6 separate regions of the Mus musculus genome follow, and regions 1, 2, 4, 5 and 6 are each linked to region 3. Evidence: chromatin contacts called from public Hi-C and promoter capture Hi-C data. All regions are on one chromosome and are shown on one strand. Each heading gives the region's core, a stretch centred on a gene start, on an enhancer-like site or on the middle of the called end of the contact. The rest is flanking DNA. Distances are from core to core; before and after follow the strand shown.

Evidence for each region. Promoter capture Hi-C pulls out the DNA fragments that hold promoters and counts their contacts. A called contact is a pair of places that touch in the nucleus more often than the background predicts.
Region 1: a contact with region 3 is called in a promoter capture Hi-C map of hippocampal neurons, with 3 times the contacts expected there. The contact joins the promoter of Ccdc181 here to the promoter of Prrc2c in region 3. A contact is called at or near these places in 3 of 39 promoter capture datasets (erythroid cells, hippocampal neurons and liver) and 1 of 9 other capture datasets (liver).
Region 2: a promoter capture Hi-C map of embryonic stem cells shows a contact between it and region 3, with 2.9 times the contacts expected there. The contact joins the promoter of F5 here to the promoter of Prrc2c in region 3. A contact is called at or near these places in 6 of 39 promoter capture datasets (the 3T3-L1 cell line, embryonic stem cells, hippocampal neurons and 2 more), 1 of 484 Hi-C or Micro-C datasets (CD8 T cells), 4 of 115 datasets of contacts at active chromatin or transcription factors (astrocytes, embryonic stem cells, pancreatic cancer cells and 1 more) and 1 of 9 other capture datasets (liver).
Region 4: a contact with region 3 is called in a Hi-C map of CD8 T cells, with 7 times the contacts expected there. The contact joins the enhancer-like site here to the promoter of Prrc2c in region 3. A contact is called at or near these places in 4 of 39 promoter capture datasets (the C10 cell line, hippocampal neurons, liver and 1 more), 6 of 484 Hi-C or Micro-C datasets (B cells, CD4 T cells, CD8 T cells and 1 more) and 3 of 115 datasets of contacts at active chromatin or transcription factors (memory CD8 T cells, regulatory T cells and thymic regulatory T cells).
Region 5: a promoter capture Hi-C map of pre-B cells shows a contact between it and region 3. The contact joins the promoter of Kifap3 here to the promoter of Prrc2c in region 3. A contact is called at or near these places in 4 of 39 promoter capture datasets (hippocampal neurons, liver and pre-B cells) and 2 of 115 datasets of contacts at active chromatin or transcription factors (astrocytes and microglia).
Region 6: a contact with region 3 is called in a promoter capture Hi-C map of the HPC-7 cell line, with 4 times the contacts expected there. The contact joins the promoter of Prdx6 here to the promoter of Prrc2c in region 3. A contact is called at or near these places in 3 of 39 promoter capture datasets (the HPC-7 cell line, erythroid cells and hippocampal neurons) and 1 of 9 other capture datasets (liver).

What each region holds. Positions count from the first base shown.
Region 1 is chr1:164,273,204-164,277,954 of GRCm38.p6, forward strand. It overlaps Ccdc181 (coiled-coil domain containing 181), which reads left to right and starts at 2,395. Exons shown (of 6, transcript NM_029115.3): 1 at 2,395-2,558.
Region 2 is chr1:164,149,946-164,154,399 of GRCm38.p6, forward strand. It overlaps F5 (coagulation factor V), which reads left to right and starts at 1,890. Exons shown (of 25, transcript NM_007976.3): 1 at 1,890-2,175; 2 at 4,381-4,454. The coding sequence starts at 2,018. It overlaps Gm16548 (predicted gene 16548), which reads right to left and starts at 2,272. Exons shown (of 3, transcript NR_037987.1): 1 at 1,914-2,272. Selp (selectin, platelet) reads left to right here. Exons shown (of 16, transcript NM_011347.2): 16 at 1-81.
Region 3 is chr1:162,738,771-162,743,038 of GRCm38.p6, forward strand. It overlaps Prrc2c (proline-rich coiled-coil 2C), which reads right to left and starts at 1,786. Exons shown (of 35, transcript NM_001081290.1): 1 at 1,555-1,786.
Region 4 is chr1:164,075,592-164,079,846 of GRCm38.p6, forward strand. Sell (selectin, lymphocyte) reads left to right here. Exons shown (of 9, transcript NM_011346.2): 8 at 551-569; 9 at 4,087-4,255. The coding sequence ends at 4,105. Among named protein-coding and RNA genes, the nearest start is that of Gm51665, 15 kb to the left of the region's middle. Within about 2 kb of position 1,645, at least 59 of the 459 cell types and tissues checked have an H3K27ac peak or open chromatin away from gene starts, as enhancers often do. A contact at or near this core is called in B cells, CD8 T cells, memory CD8 T cells and 2 more, where this site is marked.
Region 5 is chr1:163,777,052-163,781,714 of GRCm38.p6, forward strand. Kifap3 (kinesin-associated protein 3) reads left to right here and starts at 2,532. Exons shown (of 20, transcript NM_001305643.1): 1 at 2,532-2,851. The coding sequence starts at 2,820. Gm51663 (predicted gene, 51663) reads right to left here and starts at 2,489. Exons shown (of 2, transcript NR_165475.1): 1 at 2,322-2,489.
Region 6 is chr1:161,247,933-161,252,845 of GRCm38.p6, forward strand. It overlaps Prdx6 (peroxiredoxin 6), which reads right to left and starts at 3,278. Exons shown (of 5, transcript NM_007453.4): 1 at 3,090-3,278. The coding sequence starts at 3,184.

The DNA of each region.
Region 1 (4,751 bases), core at 1,145-3,644, 1.5 Mb after region 3:
TAATACTTATCAATAAACAAAAATGTCATCTTTATGAGATGCTGTCAACATTAAAGAATATAAGGGGCCATAGACAGACAGACTATGAACTCAAGCATTTTTATGATAACCAAACAGAATAAACACTGGCTCAGAGGGCGTGTGAGCCTCCACTCTTGTGATTCCAACCAGCAGGCAGTGTCTGTCACACCACTAATCAAAACTGTATATCCATCTTGGTAACCTAGCTTCTTCGCTTTCTAATTAATTACAATTTTGCTTTTCATGTTAAATAATCTTGTCTGAATGTAAACAAAAAGCCACGTCTGCTATAAAACTGCACACAGAAGAAAGGCTAAATGTACAGGCTAGCTTAGTGACTGGCACTCACGTGGATACTTATTTTCAGAGGGAAATTACTAGATCATAAAACTCAACTTATAAACTCAATAATTATAAGCACATTATGTTTGTTGTTTTCTCAAAGGACACACTGAAGTAAATGACTTTTGTTCCTTTGCTGTGGGCATTGGTTCCTATTAAATCCTCTCCCACAGTTAAGGGTTGATCACAGGACTGCTAATCATATGTAAGTAAGCCAAGCCTCTCAGCAAGAAATCCATTTCATCTTCTGCCCTTCGGGGCTGGGACCTGCAGTCACAAGTGCTGAACAGTCGAAACAAGCTCAGAGCAAATCTACCACCATGTGGAAGTAATTACACCGAAATACCTTTTTCCTTAGGGCATTTGTTTTAAGAAACGCATTGCTGGCATTTGAGCTAGAAGCAGATTTGTCCGCCTGCTGTGGGTCAGAGCAAACTTCAGTCCTCTCTGTCCTCTGGTGCGATTCACAAAAAGGATGTTTGTTTTGTTTTGTTTTTAAATTAGGTCCATTTTTTATTATAAATATATGTAGGTATGAAATATTTCTAATATGCAATATAATTTAACTTATTTGACATGTTTGATGGGTAACATCGACTTGAATGGATTGAGACATGCTTAGGAAATGAGGAGAGCCCAGCTCCAGGTATTTCTGTGAGGTGTTTCCACCAGTTCTTACATGTCCTTCGTTTTCTTCCCTTGGTCAGTCATGGTTAGCCTATGTACACTCAGCTCACTGGAGAGAAGAGGCATTAAATGATGTGCCTGCATAAAGTGTGACATAACCCCTCTCTCATTCCTTCCTCCCCTGCGGGTAAGTCTTGAACACTCATGATACATCTCGTTATTCTATGATTTGATCGTGAACTTTCTAAAATGTCCTGTTTTCGAGGTATTTTCCTCTCTCATCTCTGATGACCAAAACCCCACTTCCTTCAGAAACCTTCATTATCCTTCCTCACCAAGCTTGTAAATATTACAGTTAGTTCCTTTTAAAGACCTATTAGCCTGGGGAACTCAAGAACTATCTATCAAACATTTATATGGCTGGAGGCTTGTAAATGTCTAAACCCAGTCTCTCCTTGAAAGGGAACTCACAGTTTCCTAGGAATGACTGCCATGAATATTTTTGCATGGAAATGAGACATGACAATGTTTATCCCCAGATCACATTGTTGGCTTCCAAGTTATGCATGTAATTGCTAACAGGCAGTGAGGCATAAGGTTTTGATGTATGCTTCACCCTATCTGGTATATTTTGAGTCAACAAAACAAGTTGATGCCTGTCTTCCCACAAGCTATCATCTCCATGTGTAATGCCCAGCCCGTCTCCCATAATTTATACTATTTTTCAAAAGTAAGCTCTGGAGTAAACTCTTTACATATATAAAGATATATATATATATATAATCAAGGAGAGGTTAATATATTAATATATATTAGCTTATATATGAATCTCTCCTCGATCCACCTTTTTTTTTAGATGAATTTGTACCTATGTTATATTGCCCTTCTATTTACACTCTGTGAGCTCCTTCATGGCTGGCCTATTATCTATCACCACAATCTGAATGTTCTCTTATTTTCCTATTATCCCCCAAGGTATTAAGGGAAGTTATGGGAAAACTGTAGTTGCCTCTCTTGATGAGTTTGATTGCTGGAACTAAAGTTCTATTTTCTTTCATAACTCCTTTCTGTAAATACAATTTTGGCTATAATTTCTTTAAGCTGAGGGTCGAAACAGCAATTAACAACTAGCAACTGTTATCTTTTAATATTTACTTGAGGAACTGTTATCTTTTAATATTTACTTGAGGAAAATGAACACAGAAATGCACTTTTATTGTTAAGTTTTGGAAACAAATTAAAAATCTGACTACAGGTATACAAAATCCACATTCAAGGCAGAAAACCAAAGGGGATGCGAGTCTTCCGGGTCTTGGAAACGCTGGCCGGATGTAAGGCGCAGGTGTTCGCGGGGATCCGTTCTGCGCCTGCGCGCGATCCTACCCCGCCTCAGTAGTGGGAAGTCCGGAAGAAGGCCTCAGAGGCGCGCTGTTGCCATGGCACCCGGGTGCTGGGTGCTTCAGGAGCAGGCCCCGGGGTGTCACCGTTGCCTCGTTGTCAGAGCTTAGAAAAGGAGAAGAGAGCTCCTGCGGCCATCTCTGTGACCCCAGCCGCTGCATCTTCCACAGGCAGGAGGGGACTTAGCGGGAGAGGAGGGAAGGACAGGCAGACAGGTGGCAGGAGCAGGGAGAGGATAAACGTCGGGGCGAGGTGGCAGGGAGGCGGCTGAAGCGAGCCCTCTTCCAGGGAGAAGCCCCAGGATCTCCCCAGCCCCGCACAGCGTCACTTCACCATGCACCAGGAGAGCCCCTCAGAGGACGGCTTAGACGCTTAGAGTTTTTGTCCTATCATTTCCCTTCTCAGAGTTTAAGACTATGAAAGGTAGCTTGCGTGGAAGAAATCACTCCTGAAATGTTAGCTTCCACACATAGAATGCTATATTCATTCCGTTGGTGCTTCAGATGTTCAGCACGAATCCAAAATTTTACCTAATTTTGTTAAATATTCCTGTCAGAGCTTGTAACAGATGGTAATTTAAAAAGTATTTCATAACACCACAGACTTATGGGGATGCAGCAGGAAGGATGGACCAGATAGTTTCATAGTGCTGTAGAAGTTTGCTTAACTGCTTTTTAAAATAAGGTGTTTTTTGTTTGTTTTTGTTCTTGTTTTTGTTTTGTTTTTGCTAAATGCTTTTTTTTTATATGGAAAGGTTTTCTCTTTACTGTTTATTCTTTTGGTTCTAGGTGTTTCAACAAATATTGTTTAAAAGGTTATATATGTAGGGGTGAAATAGAAGTATTGGGTTAAAGTATTTTTAAATATTTTTAATCTTGTGAGAAAGTTACCAAATATAATGTGCATCTATGCCTGAGGTTCGGAGCCACATTGCAAGGTCTTCAGACACTGAGAATTTTTCACACACTTAAGTGGAAGGAACTAATTTCTGCCACTGCAGTTTACTATTGATCTGGCCAAAAGCACTTACAGAGATTTTTTTTTTAAATTGATGATAAACTTTACATTTTATATGTGTAAAAAAAAATCATAGTAATAAAATAGGAAATGCTAAGAAATGCGGTTCATGGAAGATACCATTTTATTCTAGTGTGTTGACATGTGTATCATGTGAGCAATGCCCTGGTGGTGATGGTTAGGAAGCCAAAGGGTTGAATATCCTGTGACTCATTTGAAAGGCTTACGGGGCTTGGCAACAGGAGTTCATGTTTATGTTGCTTGTTTACGCTAGAAGCAGTGGAGATGTTTCTTTTTGGAGCTGTAGAAATTCAATTACACTTCAGATTTGATCCAACTTCATTTATTTTTCATTTATTTTGCCTGTGCCCTTTTAAAACTTATATTTGTGTGATTTTATTAGGTCTTAAATATATATGATATATTTTTATTTGTTATTGGTTCTGGTTTTGAATTTAGCATTTTAGCTTTCATGTAATTGATATTTTAGGAGCTCAGAAGTATGAACTATTTCAAACTTATTATTTATGAGCTCAGAATTATGTTTGATATAAGACTCTGAGAAGACATGGAGGAGTTAGTTCTAGAAAAGTTTTCTTCTAGCAGCAAGTTAAACATCGTAATTTCAGCATCCCTTCTGTGAAAAGAGAGCTAATGATACCATGGAATAATGAGTGTGAAAACCAGTGTGGTTTTTACATGCCTTTTGTCTTAAGGCAAATTTGATTTTATTCTGTGTCATTCATAGTGTAATCATTTTCACTGGTGGGTAGGCAGAGAGTGTAAGGAATCTAGTATGTCTTGAAGGTAGATGTTGGTTTATCCAAGTCACCTCAAAATAACTTCTAATTGAGAAGTTATTGAAGCCTTACATTTGCGTTTGTCAAGAAGGCCTGTTTTATATTTTTAGCTTAAAAAATATCTGGAGGGGCTGGAGAGATGGCTCAGAGGTTAAGAGCACTGACTGCTCTTCTGAAGGTCTTGAGTTCAAATCCCACAACCACATGGTGGCTCACAACCATCCGTAATGAGATTTGATGCCCTCTTCTGGAGTTTCTGAAGACAGCCATAGTGTACTTACATATAATAAATAAATAAATAAATAAATAAATAAATAAATAAATAAATCTTTTAAAAAAAGAATATCTGGAAAGAATGCAATGAATATTTTAGTAATGATTACTATCTACTTAACTGGCTCCTTATTTATCCAAGTAGCTAAAAACGAACACTAAGAACAGGGTGTAAACTGCATTGTCTGTTGAAGAACAGTTTTACTATTTGGCAGGAGATGGAGGAAATCTTGTTCCAAGCTCCATGCTCTTACTAACTTAGAGATCTCCTAG
Region 2 (4,454 bases), core at 640-3,139, 1.4 Mb after region 3:
CTGTTCTGCAGGAAAGAACAGATATTGTTTTATATGTAATTTAATGCACATATTTAATAAATAAGTCACTGAAAATTACATATGGCTTGTCTGTAATTGATGCAAACATTAAGGAGTCAAAAACTGCAGTTGCTTTGCTGAGCTGTAATGAGATCCATTGGTCACCATGTAGCCTGGACACATAAGCAGACAAGCAAGCAAGGGCAGTAAAGCTGTCCTTGGAAAAGTTGCAATGATTTGGGGGAAAAGGGAAGAAAGTAATTTAGAGACCTGCTGCTTTTTTTTTCTTACATTGTCAATAGCATCTAATTTGGTGTGTGTGTGTGTGTGTGTGTGTGTGTCTGTGTGTGTGTGTGTGTGTGTGTGTGTGTGTGTGTGTGTGTGTGGAGAGAGACAGAGACAAACAGAGAGACAGACAGATAGACAGATACTAGGCTAGATATTATAGGACCATAGATCTCAACCATGTCTCTTGTGTCCGAATTTGCATTTTGGAAACTCCTGGAACTGTGGATCAGGAGTATAAGACATCATCCCTGCTCTTGAATAGATCATAATCTAGCCACAGATACAAGGGCATCTTGAAAACCTAATGAAAGGTTAGCAAAAGGAGTATATAATCTGAGCAGATTAAGTTCATGAAACGGAAAAGTCAACTGGAACCCAGAATCAGAGACAATGGCAGAAATTCTGACTTTAAAGAGCAGGGAAGCAGAAAGGGAAGGAAATCCGTGTGAGCATTCTTCCTAGTGTAGTTATGTGTGCACACATCTGCTAATTAATTACTTTTCAGTACATGGTCTCACTGCGTAGCTTAGGCTGATCTCAGGCCTCAAACTCACATTCCCCTGCTTCTAGCCCTCGTGTGCTGGGATTACAGGCATGTGCCATCATGCCTGACTCAAGAAGGGGCATTATAAACTGACTGAAGAATATCAGTGATGTGATCAGCAAAGAAACAGAAGCAGGAGTTGGGGGGAGGGGAGAAGGAAGGGAAGGGGGAGGGGTGGGGCAGGGGGAGGGAGAGGGAGAGGCTGCTGCGGAACCTGGATGGTACCAGATCACAATTTACTGGATGTGCTGGAAGCAGAAAGTCTGAGCAGAGACAAAGTTCTGGAGAATTCAGGGCAGGCCATCCTGCTGATTCAGGCATAATTCTCAGCTTTGCCACCAACAGAAAAATAAAATCTAAAACACCATGCCAAGGATACAGGAGAACGAGCAAAGACAAGATCATAGACTGTAGCTACCTAGGCCCTGGGGACTGTCCAGTTTACAACAGTTTGTCCCCTCCCAATAATAAGATCAAGGAAAACTAGAATTGCCATTCTTATTTTACAGATGTCAAAAGTATTTCTAAAGACATAGTTGGCCCCAGACCACACAGCTACTGACTATCTCAAATGAGTTCTCTAAACCCTGGTCTCGGCTACACTTGAGCTGGTGACAAGCCCTTACCAAGCGGTCTGTCCTAAGAGATTCAGACTGCTAACCTGTTGGTGGACCTGTCCTGAGGCTGTTTTCTGGTTACTGTGCAGTGCCATTTTCCTGGGATCTGAGGATGGGTGTTGGGTCTTACTAAGGCTTGCAGAAATCAGCTGACAAGCCTAAACTTTGAACCCCTACCCCATCCCCCCACCTCCACCCGCGCAGGTTAAGTGGGATTGCTGCTCCCACCTACGTTGAAGTGGGGGAAATGCTGCTTTGTGATGGGGCGGAGACCCTTGGGCACTGCTCCAGAGCCATAACCTCCAGCAGGCTTGCCCTTCCTTTCCCTCTACATTCCTTGTCTGGCATTCTCTCTAGTAAATGCCTGTGGCCACAGGGGGGAGTGACCTCAACAAGCCCCTGCCTACACTAGGCATAGAGGGAGGTAGGGTTAGACAGCCACCACAGGGGACAGGGACACTCACTGTGCCCTGCAGCTTCTTAGTCCTCCAGGGAGACAGATCAGCGCGCAACAGGGACAGAGCACTGAGCACTGTCGGTGGTGGCAGCGCGCGGCAGGACAAGGGCCATGCTCCTAGTCTGCCCGTGCTTCTTCCTCCTGGTGGTTCTGGGAACCCGCTGGGCGGGCTGGGGCAGCCACCAGGCAGAGGCCGCGCAACTAAGGCAGTTCTATGTGGCAGCTCAGGGGATCCTCTGGAACTATCATCCTGAGCCCACAGATCCAAGGTAACTGGGGGTGAAATCCAGGTGGGCTTCTTCAAGGAAGAAAATCTATTATAGTTGCAAGGGGTGGGGGTGGGCTGGGAGGAGGAGGAAAAGGAAAAGGAAGAGGAGGAGGAGGAGAGAGAGAGAGAGAGAGAGAGAGAGAGAGAGAGAGAGAGACTAATGTTGTGTGGGTGTAATTTTGTCTCTATGGACATAATTTATCATTTTGAGGATGTGGAAATTTCAATGTGAATGGTTAGCTGTGGCTTTCTTTCCAGGTGCAATCCCTAATCTGTTTTCCCCCCACGTTTGTTAGTTTAGTGTATTGATGGGTTGAAAGGACACACCTCCACAGCCCTCTTAGCCCTTCCTGTGCATTCGGCTTAAGCCTTTTGACAGTCTGCTTAAAAAAAAGAAAAAGGACCTTCTAGTTATATAATATTTATTCCTGTTAAACACAAGTTCATCTTCTAAAGAAAAAGATGTCAAAGCTGTCACCATGTACTTCATTATAAGGAGATTTTGTTGCCTTCCTATAAACGATTTTCACTGTGGGTTCAGAGGGAAGGGAAGGCACACTTGTATTTTCACTTTTCCTAGACTTACCCCTGGCTACCTAATGTGGCTTCATTTTTTCCTCTCATTTTGAGTTACTTCCTGGAATATGACTTATCCTGGGTATTTTGGTCTGCCCTGATTATTACCCATGTTAGTGAGCACATAAGGTAGTCATTCAAAGGCATGTCTAACTAAGAGGAGGCTTAAATAATATCAAACCTAACTTTGAGTTGCAGAATATATTTTGCTAACCTGCCTGCAGTTACCCAAGTCATAGATTCTACGTAGCACTTGCGACCACGAGTGTTTTTATTTTAAATGCTAAGCCTCGCTTACTGGTTGACGCATTTTTTTCCCTTTTAGTTGACATCAAAGTTTAAGTGATTGTGAAAGATGTGTTCCTCTTTTACAATTGCAAAACCAAAGCAATCAGCCAAAGAAAATAATGTAATATCTTGAAAGCAATGTGTAATGTTTTAGTATAAATGAATAATCAGCCTTTGAGTTTGCTGTTGTTGGTTCTGGGTTGTTTGGGAAGGCATTGTATTCAGTCTTGGTATCATGCTAGTGAGAAATATCACATCTAAATGACTTAAAGATTGCATTTTCAGAGTAATAATCTAGACCACACCCATACTCTTAGGAAAGTACCACTAACTGAACACCTCCACCCCACCCCAATCCCAAAAGAAAATAACATTATTTCCAACATCAATTTTGCTGCTTAGGGGCAGAGAACACAGACTTGTGTTCAAGTGACTGCATTCAGCCTGGGGTAAGGCAAAGGTAGGTTTGAGTTAACACAAGGTTAGAGATGAACAAATTCCGATCAAATGCACAGCATGAGGACTCTAGCTAACAACATTGCACAGGTCTTCCCCTGGTAAGGAAAGAGAAGTGGGTAAGTTACCAGTAGGGAAAACTGCTAAAGGAAGTTTCCCAGGGTCTTCATCCCTCCTGTGAAAGATGTAGTTATCAAGACACCTGACCTTGTTGACTCTAGACATAGAGACTGGAGCGGACACCTACTGGGTCAGCTAAAGCTGAGGAAATGGTTTAACCCTCCAGGATCTTTATCAGGAGGGTGTTTATCCTCTGCATCTTCTAAGGAAGCGCCTTTATCTTCCCAATGCAGGATTTTTTCTAATACAAATCCTAGAGTTTTGCCCTACTGCTGTCTTTGCTTTCCCAACTAGAGGCAGGCTCCATCAGATGGACACCAATTCACCACACCTTCTAGTCATTCAAAACCACGGAATGAAAGTGGAAAACGTTTCTAAATGATGTCTGATTCATCGACTGAGAAATGGTTCACATACACTTCTCAGTGACTTATATTTTTAATTTAGACCTGAAGTTCGAGTTTGTGTGACGAGCTTACCATCCTTTATAGAAAAAACTTGACTCTGAAGAGCAGACTTAGAGAAGCACTGGGCTTGTGTTCATGGGAGCATGCACACTGAGGCAGAATGTCTTTGAAAAGACCAATGATTATCCCATTGACTTCACTTGTGATCCAAATTTATAAAACCCTGGGCTTTGGAAATACAATAAATTACTGTCACTTTGCTCTTCAACAAAAATAGTCACATAGACACCTTTCTTTCTGGAATAGAAATAGATAGATATTATATGACTTTCAAGTTCGTTTCTGTACTTTATTTCCAGTTTGAATTCTATACCTTCCTTCAAGAAAATTGTCTACAGAGAGTATGAACAGTATTTTAAGAAAGAAAAGCCAC
Region 3 (4,268 bases), core at 536-3,035:
TTTAACCTTCACATGTAACAATGTTCAAACACCCAAGCAAGCTAAAGAAAAAGTACCAGTTAAAAATGTGCCTTATTTTAGCAACAATTATAAATGTACAAGACCAAATGAACACTTTGATAGTTCAGAGCATCCCCTCTGGGTTTAGAAAGTATGGCTTTGACTACAGCACCACTACAAATTTGTGACCTTGATCAAATTACTTCGATCTCTCAAATATCTTGTCCTCATCTGTAAACCAAGTATAAGAGCTCCTTCCTCAAAGACTAGGATCAAAAAGGATAATGTATATAAAGGTCTTGAGAGCATACAGTTAGAGGTTAAGTAATGAGAGATCAGCCAGCATTCTATGTTCTTCACACACACCTACAGACACCCCCCCCAAAAAAACCCAAAAGCTTATTATGACAAATTCATCCCAGAAAAATCATATAAAAACTTCTTTTCTATATGCAAACTCAATCTATTTCTAATTTTTGGAGAATCAATGCATTTGGAGCCAGCCAGAAAAGATGCTGCAGTGCATCTGTGACACACACCTAAAAATGGCTCCAGCCAAAGCAGCATCTTAATGACCAACATGGAAGCTTAAATCTACTTTTAAAAAATGCTAGAGGTCAGACGTGGTGGCCGCTTCATACCACCCTCTCTGTAACGTCTATTAGCGGGAATTGACTCCTGAGCACTCGATGAAGCAAGCATCTTCCGATTCTTCTGGTGCATTCCCAAAGAGAAACCCTAACAGGAGGGCCGCCTACTGTACAATTCTAAGTATCCTGCTGGGGTATGAATTTATGAACCGAGGTTGAAGACCAGCCAATGCGGAAATCCGGGTAGTTTTAAGAGTCAGGAATTACTAGGCAAGTTGGATCCCCCCACCCCAAAGATCTTGAACACACTTCAAACAAATATACATCCCCTTTAAAGAGATCAGAGCGGTCCTTATATGCAAAATCAAGCAAGAGTCCTCACTGGCTCCCATGCTATTTTTCTTCGGTCTTAACTAGGGTCTCTACTCTAGCAACCAGTAATACTAAACGCTCTCTCTGAAAATCAGGCAGCAGCCGAGCCGTATTCCCACAAATGCCGGGCTGGAGCGGCCTAGAGGGAGGAAAAGACTACTCAAATCCTCCAAGAAGTTGTTCAGCTTGTCCCCAGCGGAAGTGGGGTTCGTTGGTCCTGGGTCCTGGTAGAGCCTCTACGACCGCCCTGGACTACACACCGCTGGCTGCAAACGCCAGCCATCACCACAGGAGCATCCGCAGGCACTAAGAGCGCTCGGAGCCGCCACGGGCACCGTCCTCCACGCCGTGGAAAAACGGCGCGCGCAGGCCCCGCGCGGGCGGAGGCTCCCTCGGCCATCGCAGGGCCGCCCCGCCGCAGCACACGCCGCGCACATGGGCGACGAGCCCTGCTCCGGATCTCCGCGGACAGCACGACGCCGGGAGCCCAGGGAGAGACGCCGCGGGCCCCCAGGCCTGGCTCCAGCGCCCGTGCCTTCCCTCCCTCCTCCATCGGGCCTCTTCACGGTCCGGACGCCCTCGCTCTCCTTACCCGCCAGGGTTGAGAACCAAGTCTGCGCGCTTCCAAGGGGCTCGCCCCGGACGGATCAGGGTCAGGGGAGGGGAGATTGCCTCGAGAGACCGTCCGCAGGGCCGCTCGGTCCCGAAAGCCCGAGCCACCGCCGTACAAACCGCCAAAGCACTTTCGCTACCTCCTGAGAGGGTGAGAGCGAGCGAGAAAAAGAAGCAAGATGGCGGCTAGCCAGCCCCTACGTGCTACGTCATGACGTTGCGTACGTAAGGCAAATCTCCGCAAGACCGCCCCGGGGGGGGTGGAGGGGTTGAGGCTGCGGGGTCACGTGACAGCCTCCGCCGCTTCTCGACTGCGGCGGAGGGCAACGCTACCTCCTACTGGAAGGAGGGAGTTCGTCAAGCAGAGCCATTTCGGAGACAAAGCTTTTCCACCTGGGAAGATTCCAAAAACCTTGAGCCCTCCGTGAGGAATCACGACTTGGTTTGTCTCCGTGCATTGACAACAACTGATGGAGGAACATAAACGTTTACAACCTGCGCTTTGACCGAATGTTCTTAGGGGGGGGGGGGGGGCAAAGTGAGGGGCCATGGTGTGGTGGCAATTTGAGAAGACCGAAGTTACCTCGGAGTGAAAAAAATAATCCAAGTGTTAGGGACAAAAGCGACTGGCGTGCTTTGCTGAGGCCACCTTCGGCATTTGTAATTTTGGTGTAAAATAAGGCACTGTTTATTTCTGACTCCTCTGGCAATGTTTACCTCTTGGAACAACTACCTAACAGAGAAAACTAACAGTTAAGAGTCACTCATGCAGGCCGGGCCGTGGTGGTGTACGCCTTTAATCCCAGCACTTGGGAGGCAGAGGCAGGTGGATTTCTGAGTTCAAGGCCAGCCTGGTCTACAAAGTGAGTTCCAGGACAGCCATGGCTATACAGAGAAACCCTGTCTCGAAAGCCAAAAAAAAAAAAAAAAAAAAAAAAAGAGTCATTCATGCAGATGTTTACTAGGTAAGTGTATAGTAGAGACAAGGCAGTACCCGAAGTGAGGAAGGAAAATGATAATATTCTACCTGGGGGCTGAGCATGTACCTCAGTGCCGCGTAGTATCTTGTCACATATATGCAAGTCTCTAGGTTTGGTCTTCCTTTCCCCAACGGAAAGAAGGTAATCCACGAGTATGTGATATTTCTCTACTTTATGAGATATCTATAGTGTATAATAAATCCAAAGATTCTTGTCCTGGTCTGAGTAAACTCCTCCGCTTGCAACTGGCATGTATTCATGGGGTGATACCACAACGTTAGAACAACCATAAAATAATAGCGCAGTAACCACAAGTAACTTCTTCCCCAATTGACATTTGTGATCATTTGTTTTAGATTTTGTTTGCTTTGCATTTCTGGGGCTCGAATCTGGGGCTTGCCTTCAACATGTTAGGCAAGTGCTAATCCAACTGAACTATAACCCTTAGCCCCTTCAGAGACCTTCCAAAATGAGACATAATTTGCTGATTGATAGAACAGGACAGAGAGAGGCCTGTCTTTTCACCAAGAAAACACCTTGGTTATTTTCCCACAATCCATTAGAACCAGTCTTCTGTATCCTGGACTTGAAGTATCTTTCTTGAGCAATGCAGGATCCCTCCAACAATCAAATATGCTGACATCTACCTGGTTATGAGACTGACATGTACAAACAGAATATTAATTCATGAGTTTCTAAGAGTTGTGCATTAGGGTTCTCTAGAGTAACAGAATTTATAGAATGAATCTCTATGTATATATAGAAAGAGATTTTGTTAGAATGATTTATGGACTCTGGTATAGCTAATCCAACAATGGCTGCCAATGAACAGAAGGTCCAAGAATTCAATAGGTTTTTCAGTCTACAAGGCTAGATTTCTCAGTTGGTTTTCAGTACATACTGGAATCCCAAAGAAGACTTTAATACCAGTGAAGAAATGGACTCTTGTTAGTGAGGAAAGAGCTAGAAGACAAATAGCAAAAGCTACCTTCTTCAATGTCCTTATATATAGGATAGGCTTCCAGCTGAAGGCATAGCCCAGATTAGAGGTGAGTCTTCCCACCTTAAAAGATCCTGATTAAAGGTATGTTTTCTAATATTTATGTATTTATGTATTTATTTATTTATTATATGTAAGTACACTGTAGCTGTCTTCCCGACACTCCAGAAGAGGGCATCAGATCTCATTACGGATGGTTGTGAGCCACCATGTGGTTGCTGGGATTTGAACTCAGGACAGTCGGCACTCCTAACTTTTTTTTCTAAACTCAAAGATACAGTTTAGAAGTGGATCTTCCACTGGGCAGTGGTGGCACACGCCTTTAATCCCAGCGCTTGGGAGGCAGAGGCAGGAGGATTTCTGAATTCCAGGCTAGCCTGGTCTACAGAGTGAGTTCCAGGACAGTTGGGGCTACACAGAAAAATCCTGTCTCGAAAAAGAAAAAAGAAAGAAGTGGATCTTGCCACTTCAAATTAAGCAAGCAAACAAACAAATCCTCACAGGCAAGCCCCTCCACATTTGTGGGTTTTAGTTAATTCCAGATAGTAGTCAAGTTGATAACCCAGAATAGCCATCACAAACTGTGACTTGTATACATCCATGCTCAAAACTGCAGAGCTGGTGAGAGACACCCCCCCCCCCCACCCCCGACATGGTCTCACTATGTAGCTCTGGCTGTCCTGAAACTCACTAAGTAGACCAGGTAGACCAGGT
Region 4 (4,255 bases), core at 395-2,894, 1.3 Mb after region 3:
GTTCTATGCATTTGGTGGAAGTGGTTTTCACACCTAGTTCCATGTGGCCTGTTCAAAGGGGAAACAGAAGTATTTATGACATATGAATTGTATATAAGATTCCATATGATGTATGAAAATATGCCGCTCAAATTGGATTGCATGATCCTCACTGATTCCTACTAATAAGACCAGAGCCAAACTCTCAGGACTCACATAAGAGAAGCTGAGAGACATTGAAGTCCTTTAGGGAGGGGCTGGTAAGAGGATGAGCTGTGCCTGGGACACTGGGTCAGACCAGTAGGGAGTTCAGCCAAGGCTCTGGCTTTATGAGCATCACAGCAGGTGGAGTGGAGTCCCCAGAAGCAGGCTCATCACACTGTTCTGCTACAGCTCTAAACGGTTACTGGTACCCCAGATCCACTTAGCAACAGATGGGTGTCCACTTACCAAATGCACAATGTATTTCCAAAGACAGTTTTGGAGGTGGGCATACCCTTTACTTTAAAAAAAAATTGAAATTGTTTACTTTTTGATGATACTTTTTTTTTATTCTTTTTTCTACGTTTAGGCAAGAAATCTCAAGAAAGGTAAGTTTTTCAATGAAGAATTTCCACATCTGTTTGTTTCTACTTTCCTTAGGGTGCTTCCTATTATAGATAGAACACAAACCCCGCAGTAGTTATTTACCTGAGCGCCTCATACAAATAGCATTTCCAGATAAGGTAGTTGAGTGCTAGCTGCCATTAAATCTTTGTGACTTTGATGCTAGTGGTCTGAAACAGATGGATGTATAATATGCCTATTAAGAAAGGAGATTTCATATGGTGGGAATGTTTCCTGGTAGTCTCTGAATTTTCCTTGAGGGTTAGAAGCATGCTGTTATGTTTTTTCTTGTCTTAGCTTACAGGACCAACGTCTAACAATTGAGAAACATTCAATTCAACAAGCATTTCCAACAACTAACATATTGTAAAAGGAAACTGTCCAGGTGCAGGCCATCAGTCTTAACACAGAAGGGTAAATGACTACTCTAATGAGTGCTGGCCTTCAGAAATGAGAAAGAGCAGTGGAGCATGGAACCTACCCACCACTTCCCTAAAGAAGTATTTGCCCCAGTTGGTTCTCAACACTGCAGTTCTTCCAGTAGAGTAATAATGTAGATTGTTGAGACAAGATGCAGACACATGGAAGTTCCTGGCCTATCTGGCAGAAATGAAGAAAGGGAGGATGAAAAAGGTGGCCAGAGAGACAGATGGAAGAGGATGAAAAAGAGCTGGGGTGACAAGAGTGGGAACCATCTCAAATGCAGCCAGAGTAGCCATCAGATTTCCAGAGGGTGCATTAAGGGCATCAGTGGGAAGGCTATTTAGATAAAGACAGAGGTCAGCTGGAGTAAGGATGAGGAACCATTTAGGATAATCATCTGGAAGCAGAATGTGTTCTGCTCTCTTGAGAATTTGCCACAAAGAGTGGGAGAGTGGTGGGGTTGAGGACATGGGCTCAGTAGAGTCTTTTTACTCTGTTTCTATTGCTGTAATTGTGTAGATAGGACCCAAGTAAGAAAAGGGTCTCTCTGGGGACTGGCCTCCCTATCTCTGTAGCAGGAAACCCACAGGATGTAAATATTTCTTCTGTGTTCCCACCAGCTGAGTGAAAGTTCTTTTGGCATATCCTACCCAGAGCTGTGTTCTGGCCGCAGAAACACCTGCTTTGATTGCTACTGCACGGAAGTGGTTCACTTCATTTCAAGGATGCGGTGGCCAGCAAGAGATGCTAGTCAAAAATAATTAGCATAAAATTGTCTAATAGATTTAACAGTTTGTTGACTTTTTTGAGTAATTGACAATTACTCAATTAACTTTTGTTTATTGAACGTTTTTTTTTATTAGAACAACACTAAGCTTAACTGAGACACTCAGAGCAATGAGTCCTTGACTCTAACTTCAGGGAAATTCTTATCTAATTGTGGAATGAAGACAGAAATATTTAGAAGTACAGAACAATCTAAGGCAGAAATGGTCATAGTTGATGAATTTTGTACCGATGAGAAGAAAAATCATTGCAAGAAAGGCAGAATCTGGGAGAGAACCTTCAAAAAGTTCAGACTAGGAAGGTAACTCAAACATGGGCATGAGAAGATGCGCAGATTTTCCTAGAGTCCCTGGTCTACTGAGCATCTGGGCAATGAAGGCGATCATCCTCACACCAGCACATGGCTTTAGCTTACCCACCAGGTGTACTAGAACTTGGAAGCTGATTGGCTACCTGGAGTTAATCTCACTGATTAACTAAGGTGATACCACTTCATACATTTTTAGGCTCGAAAGACTGAGGACATCACCTTAAAACTGACTTTGTAGTTAGGTAAATAACTTACCCACAGGCCTTGTGACAGTGATAGTTACAGTAATAAATAGTAGATAAAAACAAACTTTTATCAAATACACATTCCATGTTGCATACTGTTTTAAGTGTTTTGAGTCTTAAATGGTTAGATGTTGTCTGCAATCCTGTATAGATAGGGAGTGTTGTGATCCTTAATAACAGTAAAGAAACAGAAGGGGAAACGACAGTGGCTTAAGGGAAGTCACTGGAAAAAGGGAAAAAGCTGAAACTTGTAACACCAGCATCCAGAGACAGTATCCCTGTTACTCGTATGATTCTAGATCCTTGATTTACTTCTATGTTAGGGGTTTTACTACCAGAGCCCCTCCTCTTCCAGTAAAATGACTTATTTTCACACTAAACCATGGTGTGATGGCACTGAGGAAGGGTGTGGTGGAAGAAATAGGGTGTGTCTCTAGAACAAGCCAAGGGGGGCATGAACTTTTTTTTTTTTCTAACTTAAGTTGATTCTCACAGGTCTTTGTTCTTGTTCCTATTAGTTTTTGGCTGATGAATGACTCCTTGGGCATTTGTGGTTTTGATTCTTGCTGGTTATTTTGACTCTTCTGCAAACTGGTTCTGTTTATCACCTCATTTGGTTTCTGGTTTCTAAATTCTACCTGGGTAAAAGCTACACCCATGATACACAGGATACGATGCCAACCTCAGAGGAGAGGGTATGTGCGAGATTCTGCTTTCAGAAACATTTTTATTTCTACACTGGCAAGCAAGTTTGCAGCTGCCACGGTGGTTTACCCTGACAGTTCAGAACGAGACCAGAGCCTCCGAATCTGGTTCTCCTTTTGAAAGGTGCAAAGGCACAGAAATATGGTTCTCCTCCACCCTTTCCAGGAATGGCACAGTTGTGACATAGAACACAGTGGCACCTATTTCATGAATATAAATTCGTCCTTATCTCTCTAAACCATACTCCACCAGAATCTCAAATCTGGAACCAATACCACTCTCTTCCTGAGTTTTTATTTTCTCCGATCTCACATTTTATCTCCTACTTCCCCACCTCTCCACTGTAAAATCAGCATGCAGTAACCTCCACAGGTTCCACATGGAAATTAGCAGTATTGCAGAACTATGACCAGATGCGATCTGGGGGCCAGCACTCTGAACATCATACTTCTTAGAGAATCGGGACTTCAGGCTGAATCAACGTTTACATTAAAATATTTATTTGGAGAGAGGGGCTGGAGAGCTGACTCAGCAGCTGAGGGTGTGTGCTGCTCTTGTAAAGAACCCAAGTTCAGTCCCTAGCATCTGCACTGAGTGGCTCACAACTGCCTGTAACTCTGGCTCCAGGAAATTTGCCCCCTAGAAACTGTAACCAAGCAACTTCAGTCATGCGCACGGGCACACACACATGTGCGCATGCGCACACATGCGCACACGCATGATGAAAAATCAAAATAAATCTTTAAAACGTTGGCTTGGGGATACTACTTGACTGTGAAAAATGTTGCTGTAATGTCTCTTCCACATTTCTTTTAAAACGCTTCACACCTTGTCCACGATCTCCAACTAGAAGCCTTCCGTGCTCTCTTCTTCACGTTAGTGGCTCTTTACCTCCTCTGCTAGCACTTCAGTGTTTGTGGTTTCCTTGCCTCTGTCACCTAGAGAATGTTCACCTGTATTACTAACAAATTCGTTTTTACCACTTTTAAAAGCTCCTTAGTTTAATTTTATAATCTGTTGCTTCTCTTTCAGGATGGATGATCCATACTGATTCATCCTTTGTGAAAGGAAAGCCATGAAGTGCTAAAGACAAAACATTGGAAAATAACGTCAAGTCCTCCCGTGAAGATTTTACACGCAGGCATCTCCCACATTAGAGATGCAGTGTTTGCTCAACGAATCTGGAAGGATTTCTTCATGA
Region 5 (4,663 bases), core at 1,282-3,781, 1.0 Mb after region 3:
ATGCCCCTCAACAGAGGAATGGATACAGAAAATGTGGTACATCTACACAATGGAGTACTACTCAGCTATTAAAAAGAACGAATTTATGAAATTCCTAGGCAAATGGATGGACCTGGAGGGCATCATCCTGAGTGAGGTAACACATTCACAAAGAAACTCACACAATATGTACTCACTGATAAGTGGATATTAGCCCCAAACCTAGGATACCCAAGATATAAGATACAATTTGCTAAACACATGAAACTCACGAAGAATGAAGACTGAAGTGTGGACATTATGCCCCTCCTTAGAATTGGGAAGAAAACACCCATGGAAGGAGTTACAAAGACAAAGTTTGGAGCTGAGATGAAAGGATGGACCACGTAGAGACTGCCATATCCAGGGATCCACCCCATAATCAGCATCCAAACGCTGACACCATTGCATATACTAGCAAGATTTTATCGAAAGGACCCAGATGTAGCTGTCTCTTGTGAGACTATGCCGGGGCCTAGCAAACACAGAAGTGGATTCTCACAGTCAGCTAATGGATGGATCACAGGGCTCCCAATGGAGGAGCTAGAGAAAGTACCCAAGGAGCTAAAGGGATCTGCAACCCGATAGGTGGAACAACATTATGAACTAACCAGTAACCCGGAGCTCTTGACTCTAGTTGCATATGTATCAAAAGATGGCCTAGTCGGCCATCACTGGAAAGAGAGGCCCATTGGACACGCAAACTTTATATGCCCCAGTACAGGGGAACGCCAGGGCCAACTAGGGGTAGTGGGTGGGTACGGGAGTGGGGGTGGGTGGGTATGGGGGACTTTTGGTATAGCTTTGGAAATGTAAATGAGCTAAATACCTAATGAAAATGGAAAAAAAAAAAACAGGTTCTGCTTTTTATCCTTGACTGACCTGGAACTGGCTACATAGACTAGGTTGGCCTCCAAGTCATACTCAGCCTCTGCAAGAATCTTTAATATGTTCATTTGAATGTAAACTATATTTTGATCTTTTAAGTTTAGGTATATGAAGGCTTTATATTAAAAAGATATTTTTAGTTATTTTGCTGTGCGTGTGTGTGTGTGTGTGTGTGTGTGTGTGTGTGTGTGTGTGTGTGTGTGCGTGTGTGTGGTGTGTCACCAGACACATGTGTAAGTCAGAGGACAACTTGCAGATGTAGCTTCCTCTCCTCCCATGGTGTGGGTCCCAGAGATAGAACTCACATTCTCAGAGGTGGAGGCAGGCTTCGTTGCCAGCCTTTACAGAAGTTTTAAAGCAGTGGTTCTCAACCTTCCTAACACTATGACCCTTTAATAAGTTTCTCACGTTGTGGTGACCCCCAACCATAAAATGATTTTGGTTGCCACTTCGTAACTACTGTACTTTTGTTACTGTTATGACTCTTGATGTAAATATTCGTGTTTTCCAATGACTTTAGAGACCTTCGTGAAAGGGTCCTTCCACCCACAGAGAGGTCATGACTCACAAGTTGAGAACCACTGCTTTAAAGTAGTGTGCCTTGCTTTTATTGTTAAAGATGTTGTGAACGATAATTTGTGCATTTTTTGCCTTGGTTTGAATAATCAATATTTGAAATAGAAAGTCCAGTTAGGAAGAATCCCATGTGTGAACCGATTAGACTAATCATCAGAGTGTGGATGGAGAGAAAAAGCTGCAGATAATGACTACCTTAACGATAAGACAGAACTTTGTGACAGTTTGTTAAGAAGACTTTGATAAATATGGAGAATGTAGTTTGCCTGGAATTCCTTATTGATAAATTGAAAGAATAGTTACAACTTTATCAGAAATAAATTTAATTGGTGTGAGTTGGTAGGGGCATAAAACATCTCTTTAATGTCTCTCTGCATGACATTTTATGCATAAAAATCTATCACTATTAACTCTTTTGAAGGAATGGCTAACAATGTGATACCAGAAGACGGTGATGGACAGGTTAAAGGATCTCAAAGCAGAGCAGACAGCTTGCTTTGGCTAAAAAGCGGCTCTTTTCTCTCTCCAAATTGTCAGCAATTATTTGCCTTAGAAGAAACAATTTCTCAAGAATCTTGAGTTAAAGTTAATCAGTGGACGATTTGGAAGTTCAGAAGTTGGCTTGTTATAATGGAAGGGAGTGTTTTCTACTTTGGGATTTTAAATGCCACTTTCAAAGTTGATCCAATCCACATCACAGACTATTTCCACCAGCTAGAATTCAGTGCAATCAATGCAGAACCTTTTACATGTTCCAAAATAGAAGCTCCACCAAAGAAGTTGTTGTCAAAGGCTAGTCTGATCACCATCATTAGTTAGCTAGAAGGTTCACTGGTTACCTTGTCTCCTTTCACGCTAAGGACTTTACGTTCCAATTTTGCAGCTTGCAATGCTTCTTCCTTTCCCATCCTCCAGGGGGCAGTGACCAGGAATATGCCTCTAAATCACAGGCTCCCAGATCAGTACCAAACCCTTCCTGCGCTGTTCCTGGGAGCGTCAGATTTGTCGCAGGAGCCTCACCCTGAGCCTGCGCAGACTGTAGCTGTCGCGTGAGCGCATGCGCCTTGCGGAGAGTTCGGCCCTGACGGCTCTGGGCGGGTCTGGGCTGCTCCAGTGTTTTGGGGCCCAGGAGCAGTGGGAGGAGCCGGCGGGTTCACCGTGGTAACCGCTGCGCCGCCGCCGCCGCCACCGCCACCGCCACCGCCGCCCCGCCTTGCAGGCCTTGGGACTGTCACCGCTCTGCTTTGAGGGTACTTTGGCCGGGTCTCCGGAAGTAGCCCTCCCAGATTCTCAGACACTCCCATTCTCCCCACGCCGCTGCCGCCGCCGCCGCCGCCATGCAAGGCGAGGACGCCAGATACCTCAAAAGGTGATGACCCGGGCTCCGCCCTGAGCAGGTCCTTAGGTGTTTCCCGGCTGACCATGGGATGTCCAGGGGCAGAGCTAGACACGAGAAGGGGTGGGACGCAGGGAAGGAAAGAAAGAGGAGAAAATGATGGGGTGGAATAAAGGATGGGCCCTGCGGGGGCGCGAGGTCCTCTTTGGCTTGGAGGTGTCCTGACAGCATCTGATGATGTCCTTGCTACATTAATCTATAACCTCATTAAGAGGCAGGTTAGGCGAGATAAATCCCATATTTCCTAGGTTTTGTTTTTTGTTCTGCCCCACTCTCCTGGATTCCTCAATAGATAAATCCCATGGAAGCTTGGAAATGAATTCTGTCACATCACCAATTTGTGTTCAGTTTGAGATTCATAAATCATGGTGGGGTGTGTGGAATAAAGACGGACGTGGTGGTTTTTGCTTTATGCAAGACTGGATTGAGATGTTCAGTCAGCTGGTCTTGGTCCACTTTACTCACTTGACGGTCACATACACTGTATAATTTCTGTAGGAAGTTCATTATTATTAAGACCTTGGCATGCGAAAGCCTACTATTTTTTTTTTTTACATATGTATGATATCAGCTACACCAAGAAAAAGGAAATTTTGTGAGATTCCTTAATGTCTGTAGAAAAATAAGACCACCCATGGTTAGAAAAATATACCTCTCACTGAACCAACTGTGAGGGAGCAGTGAATAAATCTTTTAAAATGCTAATGTAGAGTCTCTATTTTTCGTTAAAGCTCTGTTGCTAATCCACTGCAAAGAGCACATAGATTTGGTTTTTTGGACATAATTACTTCATTTGAAAATGAGAGATAATACTTTCTGAAGGACATAAGGACAAAGTATGAAAATACTTTTGAGAGAAAAACCATGCATGTTAGGTGGTGACATTAAGTCCTAATAAAATTTGTTAAGTGTATTTTCCCTTACTTGATAGGGTTCTAGCCATATCTTGCAAGAAATTAGAAATAATCTTGCAAGTGGTAGTGGATTCTTGAACATAGTCAAATAGTTGTAAGATAAATCAACTATACTGCTTGTACAAGACAAGGGAACACAGTGCTTTGTCTTTTTCATTTTATATCTTTAACGAAAAGGCAAATGAGAAGACTTTCAGTAGAGATTTGTAAAAAGGAATATGTAATAAAAACAAATACATGGTCAGAGTACTCATTCTAACGTCATTTTGTTACCATATACACATGTGCCCATTCCCATACTCCTGTACACACACTCTTTATCTGTCAAATACAGTACACTTTCTAATTTCAACTTTAAACCGAAGGTTGTTTTAAAGAACATGCTGCCATTGTAGCATTTGCTGATTTTCATATACTATGGGTGTGTCAGATGTGGTTTTATTTAGAGTCATTGTACTAGTGTGGACCCTCTTAAAACCACATCATCTAGAAAACAATCAATACAACTGATCTACTTACTCACTGTGATGTTTTAGTCATAATCTGGAAAAAGATTTTAAAAACATTGTTCAATTTTGTCTAAGTTTGCATTGCCTTAGCATGTGTATATTTACATACACACATACATGATATATATTGCACATATATATTGCATGTGTATATATATATGTGTGTGTGTGTGTGTGTGTGTGTGTGTATGAGACATACAGACATAATGGAAAAGGCATGAACTTGCTGGATTTGATATATATGATACTTTGTTCAGTTTTTTTCACAGTGTATAATTATGTTTCACTTTTGTTATATTGTGCTATACTATATATAGTGTGCTATAACACTTTATTCCTTTGTTGTAACTACTGAATAATAT
Region 6 (4,913 bases), core at 2,028-4,527, 1.5 Mb before region 3:
AGATTATGTAACCCGGAGCAGAGAGAGTCTAGCCTCAGGCTTGTAGGTAACTAAAAGTCAGCTTGGCACTTGGCTTTCTGGAAGCAGGCAGATAGAAAATCTTTCATAAAGCCACTCGACTGACCTAACCTGTAAAACAAGGCGCTCATATTTGCACCACGACAAAATACGTCTTAAGAGTTGCAGTTTCTGACTTTAGACCAAGCAGGTAGAAAATACAGATACCCTACAATGTACACTCCCCCCACATCTACTTAGTACTTAGGTGAAGATTACAATTGAATCCATATCTAAGGTTAATACTGTACAGATTTTGCGGATGATTCAAACTGAGTTCCCAAGGAACTTCCAGAGTACAACTCCTTCTCCTTGGCAACAGCTCTTTCGAGCTCAAAGGAAAACTCGGCACGAAGTCCTCTACAATGCCACTGCTGGAGCTGGGCAGGGCCAAGGTCCCAAACTAGAAGATTACTCAATCTGGCCTAGATGCAGGGCATCCGGGCAAACCTTGCTGAACACGAAGAACACAGCAGACAAAGCTACTGCCTTCCACCTAACCTGCCACTCAACTCAAGGTGGCAAGGCCTAAAAGAATGGGAGGCCCTGAGGCAATGCTTGAAGATTGTGGAGATGAGTGATGGCTAGGGTTTTTTTGTTTTTGTTTTTTTTTTTAATACGGGGCAGGAAGAGCAACACACATCTTTAATCTAGCTGCCATATTTAGGCCTTAGGTTCTATGGAAAAGGACCAATGGTGGTCAGATGAGACTTAAGAGAAAGGCTCCGTAAGTTGCAGGGAAAAAAAGGAACAGCATTTCTTTATGTACTGTTCTAGGAGTGATGAATTAGAATTTTATTTTACTTTTTTAATTGCGAGGCAATGAGTTTTGCCGAGTCATGCTGCTGAACTGTATTTCCGCCCCTTCACACACACCAGCGGATCGGACCTCAGGGTATTCCAAGAATGCCTGGGCTCCCTACCCTTTGGAGAAATTCAATGGCATTATGCCATTTCCTTCCTCATTTTCAAAAGACAAAAGGTTTCCTCCCTCTAACAGAATCGTCTCTCCTACCAGAAAACCTGTGGCACAGGTGTTTTGATCAGTGAGGAACCCTGGGATATATAAGATGCTCTTCCACATCCACAGACCATACAAACCTACTCAAACCCACTCAAACCCACACGGCTCCCCAAACCTTCAGCTGTTTCTAATTATCAGGGGGTTAAGTAATGCTTAAAGTTCATTTTCCTTTTCTCCTCCAAAGGATCTTTGAGTCTGTCAGGGGCAAACTGACTTGCGATCATCTACAGAACAGAGTTTGGAAACACTAGTCAAATCCCTTGTATTAGAAATGACACACAGGGTGGAAAAGTCCTTCTCGGTTATTGCAGGCGTATCATGACTTATGTTTGTTCATAAATTTACCTCATCTTAAGATGCCACTTCATCTGCTTATTTAGTTGCTATTTAGGGACAAAGCCTCACTAAGTTGGCTTGGCCTTGAAGTTAGGATCTTCCCAACTGTCTCCTCAGCAGCTGGAATAAAACAGTTGCATCCAGATCTAGATCAATAAACAATCCCTAAGATTCCCGCCCCCGACTCTATAGTGTGGCTATCTTCACAGCACACGCGCTTTAGATTCATATTTATCTCTCATCCTTACAGATGAAGCGCTCCAGCAAGCCCTCACATTTCCTGGGGGTGTGGGCTGCAGACAGGAATGGGAAGGAACACTGTGTAAATCGTTGGCAGTCTTGGATAAATATTAACACTAGATTTTGAGTGATGAGTCTGGCTGGCATGCTTATTTTTAGACTTTTCTCCTGCAAGGCCTGAGGGTTCCATTTGCTACTTCTTCTAGTCTACCTTTCTCTTTTAAAAGCTCTGCTTCCCCTTAGTCAGGAGGAGCCAAACTCACCTCAGGAAAGATTCTCTAATGCTTCCTTTCCTGCCTGGTCACGGAGTAGTTTCATAAACTGCTCTGTCCTCACGTACATACATACATACATACATACATACATACATACATACATACATACTAGATACGAAAAGGACACAGACAGACCCAAGAGTTTGTTTATTCAGTGTCATTGGGCACTGAAACTCCAGAACCACAACATAGCCTGACGCGTATGCAAAAAGCGGACTGAAACTAAGCATCTTACAATGTGTGCATTCAGGAGCTGTAAAACTAAGACAAAATCGGTGCATACCTAGCCACTGTGGCCACCACTGTTGTTATCAGCAGCAAGGCCAGGCGCTGATGCAAAGCAGAGGGGGAGGGGACCACTGGGAAACAAAAGAGTCTCCAAGTGGGGAGGCACACGTGTCCTAGCCTTGGAATGGCCTAGAGTGGCAAAATGGTCGCAGCCTTTCCCTCAAAGCATTGCTTCTTCTAGAATCACGGTCACGCCTACAGAGTGTTTCTGGGTGCTCCCAAAGCTGTTACATATAATCTTATTTTTGACCTCTGAAGGAGGCTCTGGACAAAAAGTCTTTTGGCTACTTACTTGGCACCGTAGTTTTGTTTTGTTTTTTAATTCAGAAGTCCGCAAACACTCCCCGAAGTTAAGAGGAACCCAGATAACGTCGGGACAGCCCTTAATTTGTGGCTGTGTGCTCTAACTTTGACCTTAGGCACCCACCTTCCGCAAGGTACAACTTCTAGAGCGGCAGGAGGGCGGGCAGTGCGACCCTGGGCAAGCGTCCCGGGAAATGACCTCAAACACCGAGCAACCCTGCCCCACCTCCCCTGGGCTTTCAGATCGACCCCGACACAAACCCAACACTGTTTACAAAACCAGGTTAAACAGACAACAAACCGTCCTCGGCAAGGACCTCCTTTCCCATGCCAGGCCAGCCACGCTGGGTCAGGGAAGGATCCGCTGATCGGCGTAGGGCCGGGCAGAGGTCGCAGGTCCCCAGCAATGCCCGGTGATGCTCGGCAGGACCCCGGCGGCGGGCACGTGCGGGAACCGGTGAGGGGCTAAGCCAGAGACCCGCCGCGGCCGAGCGCAACCCGGAAAGAAGCGAGGCAGGTAGCTCTGGGGACCCGTCACCTGGCAGGGCAACGCGGTGGCCACTTACGAATCTCCCAGGAAATCGTGGAAGCGGATGCGGCCGATGGTGGTATTGGCCTCAAAGTTGGGGGCTTCGTCCCCGAGAAGCAACCCTCCGGGCATGGCGGCAGTGGTGACGCTGAGAACAAGGAGGCGCAGCCGCAGCAGTGAGCAGCGGGCGGGCTCCTGCGGAGACCTAGATCAGTGCTGGCCGAGTGGGCGGGGCTGGGGCGGGGCTGGGGCGGGGTGGGGCGACCGCGAGTCTGGCGGCTGCGGTTCTTCACGTGGAGCTTGCAGGCAAGGGAGATTCTGGAGCTAAAGAAGGCCACGTGCAATAGGAAGGAAGCGCAAGACCGAGAATTGCGGGGACTTGTAGATCTGGCGGCTCTGCAAAGATGCTCTAGGAGAAGGCGGAATTAGCGCAAATCCTCTGACATTCTCACCCCTGTTGGACTTACAATTTAGAGGTCTTGGGGTATAGCCCTCTTTTACTATGAGCATCTAGTAGTTGGCTGAATGACTGACTACTCAGCCAACCTGGGTTTCAGAAGTTTTTCAGGATGTGGCAAGAACCAGACTTGTGACGTGGGCTAAGTCAGAGGAAGTGGCTTTCTTATTGCAGCAAACATTCTGTACCAATGTCAATAAGAGGGCAATGGAAAGAACCGTTTTTTTTTTTTTTTAAATTTTGCCTCCCCATTCCTGGAGTTCCTTATAAAATGCTCAACACATTATTCCTAAAGTTTAAATATAGGTTTCACAACAGGCTTCTTGAGATCGAGTGTATGCAAGTGAATTCCCACCTGAAGAAATGGGACATTTTGATCCACTGACTTCCTATTTCCTAAGCACAAAGTGGAGAAAGATGCCTGCCCTTATTAGAGACAGATGGCAGACATTCTGCACAGAAACCAGAATCTGTTAGAAGCTCAGCCTGGTGATCGCAAACCAGAAACCCCAACTACTCTGGAGAAAGGAGAAGGACTGTAAATTCTGAGCTACAGAGGAAGTTCAAGGCCAACCTGGGGAACTTAGAGTCTGTCTCAAAATAAAGGGGAATGAGGAAGCAGGTGTGCGGCAGGATGCTTGACTGGAGTGTGGGAGGCCCTAGGTCCAATCGCCAGCGCTAAGGTGTGGTGGAGGACAATGTATTAGAAAGCCCCGAGTCCTAGCTGGAGAAACTAAAGCGAGTTTATGTAAGTTAAGTGAGGCTACCTGGAGGTCAGCTTCAGATTGTGTGGCCCAGCCTGGGGAAGCCTGCAGGACAGTAGACTACTTAGAACATGGCAGGTGCTCTCAGAGTGGTAGCTATTATTAGATGACACAATTCACGCAGTAACTCTCACTTTCCTTATTGCTAGCTAGACACCGTGCGAGGCCTGATGTGAGACATAGTCCCAGCTCTTACAGGAAAAGTGCAGTTATGATATCATGTAAGGTGATATGGACAGGGGAGCTGTGAGTGTTTGTTGTTCGGTGTGAGGAATCCTCTGGAACAGACTCAACGGATTTAAAGGAAAGCGTGTGGCGGTGCTGAGTGCAGCGACCCACTGTACCCTGCGTTTTCATCATGGTGATAAGCCCTGTCTTTGTGTCTGCATGCATACTGGTCTTGCCTGCTTCACAGAGATTACTGCCATGCGTTTTAAAGTTAAGGTAACTTAATCTCTAGCTTGACTCCACCCTTCTGTTTTGAAAGCACGTATCTTCACTTTATTTATTATGTATTTTCACAGTAGGGAAGCAGGGTAGCTTGACCTTAAGGAACTATAAGCAGTGTTGCAAAGATGGGCTAAAAATCAGATACACCACAATAAAGAGACTGGATGCAGACTCAAAGTGGCTGATCTCT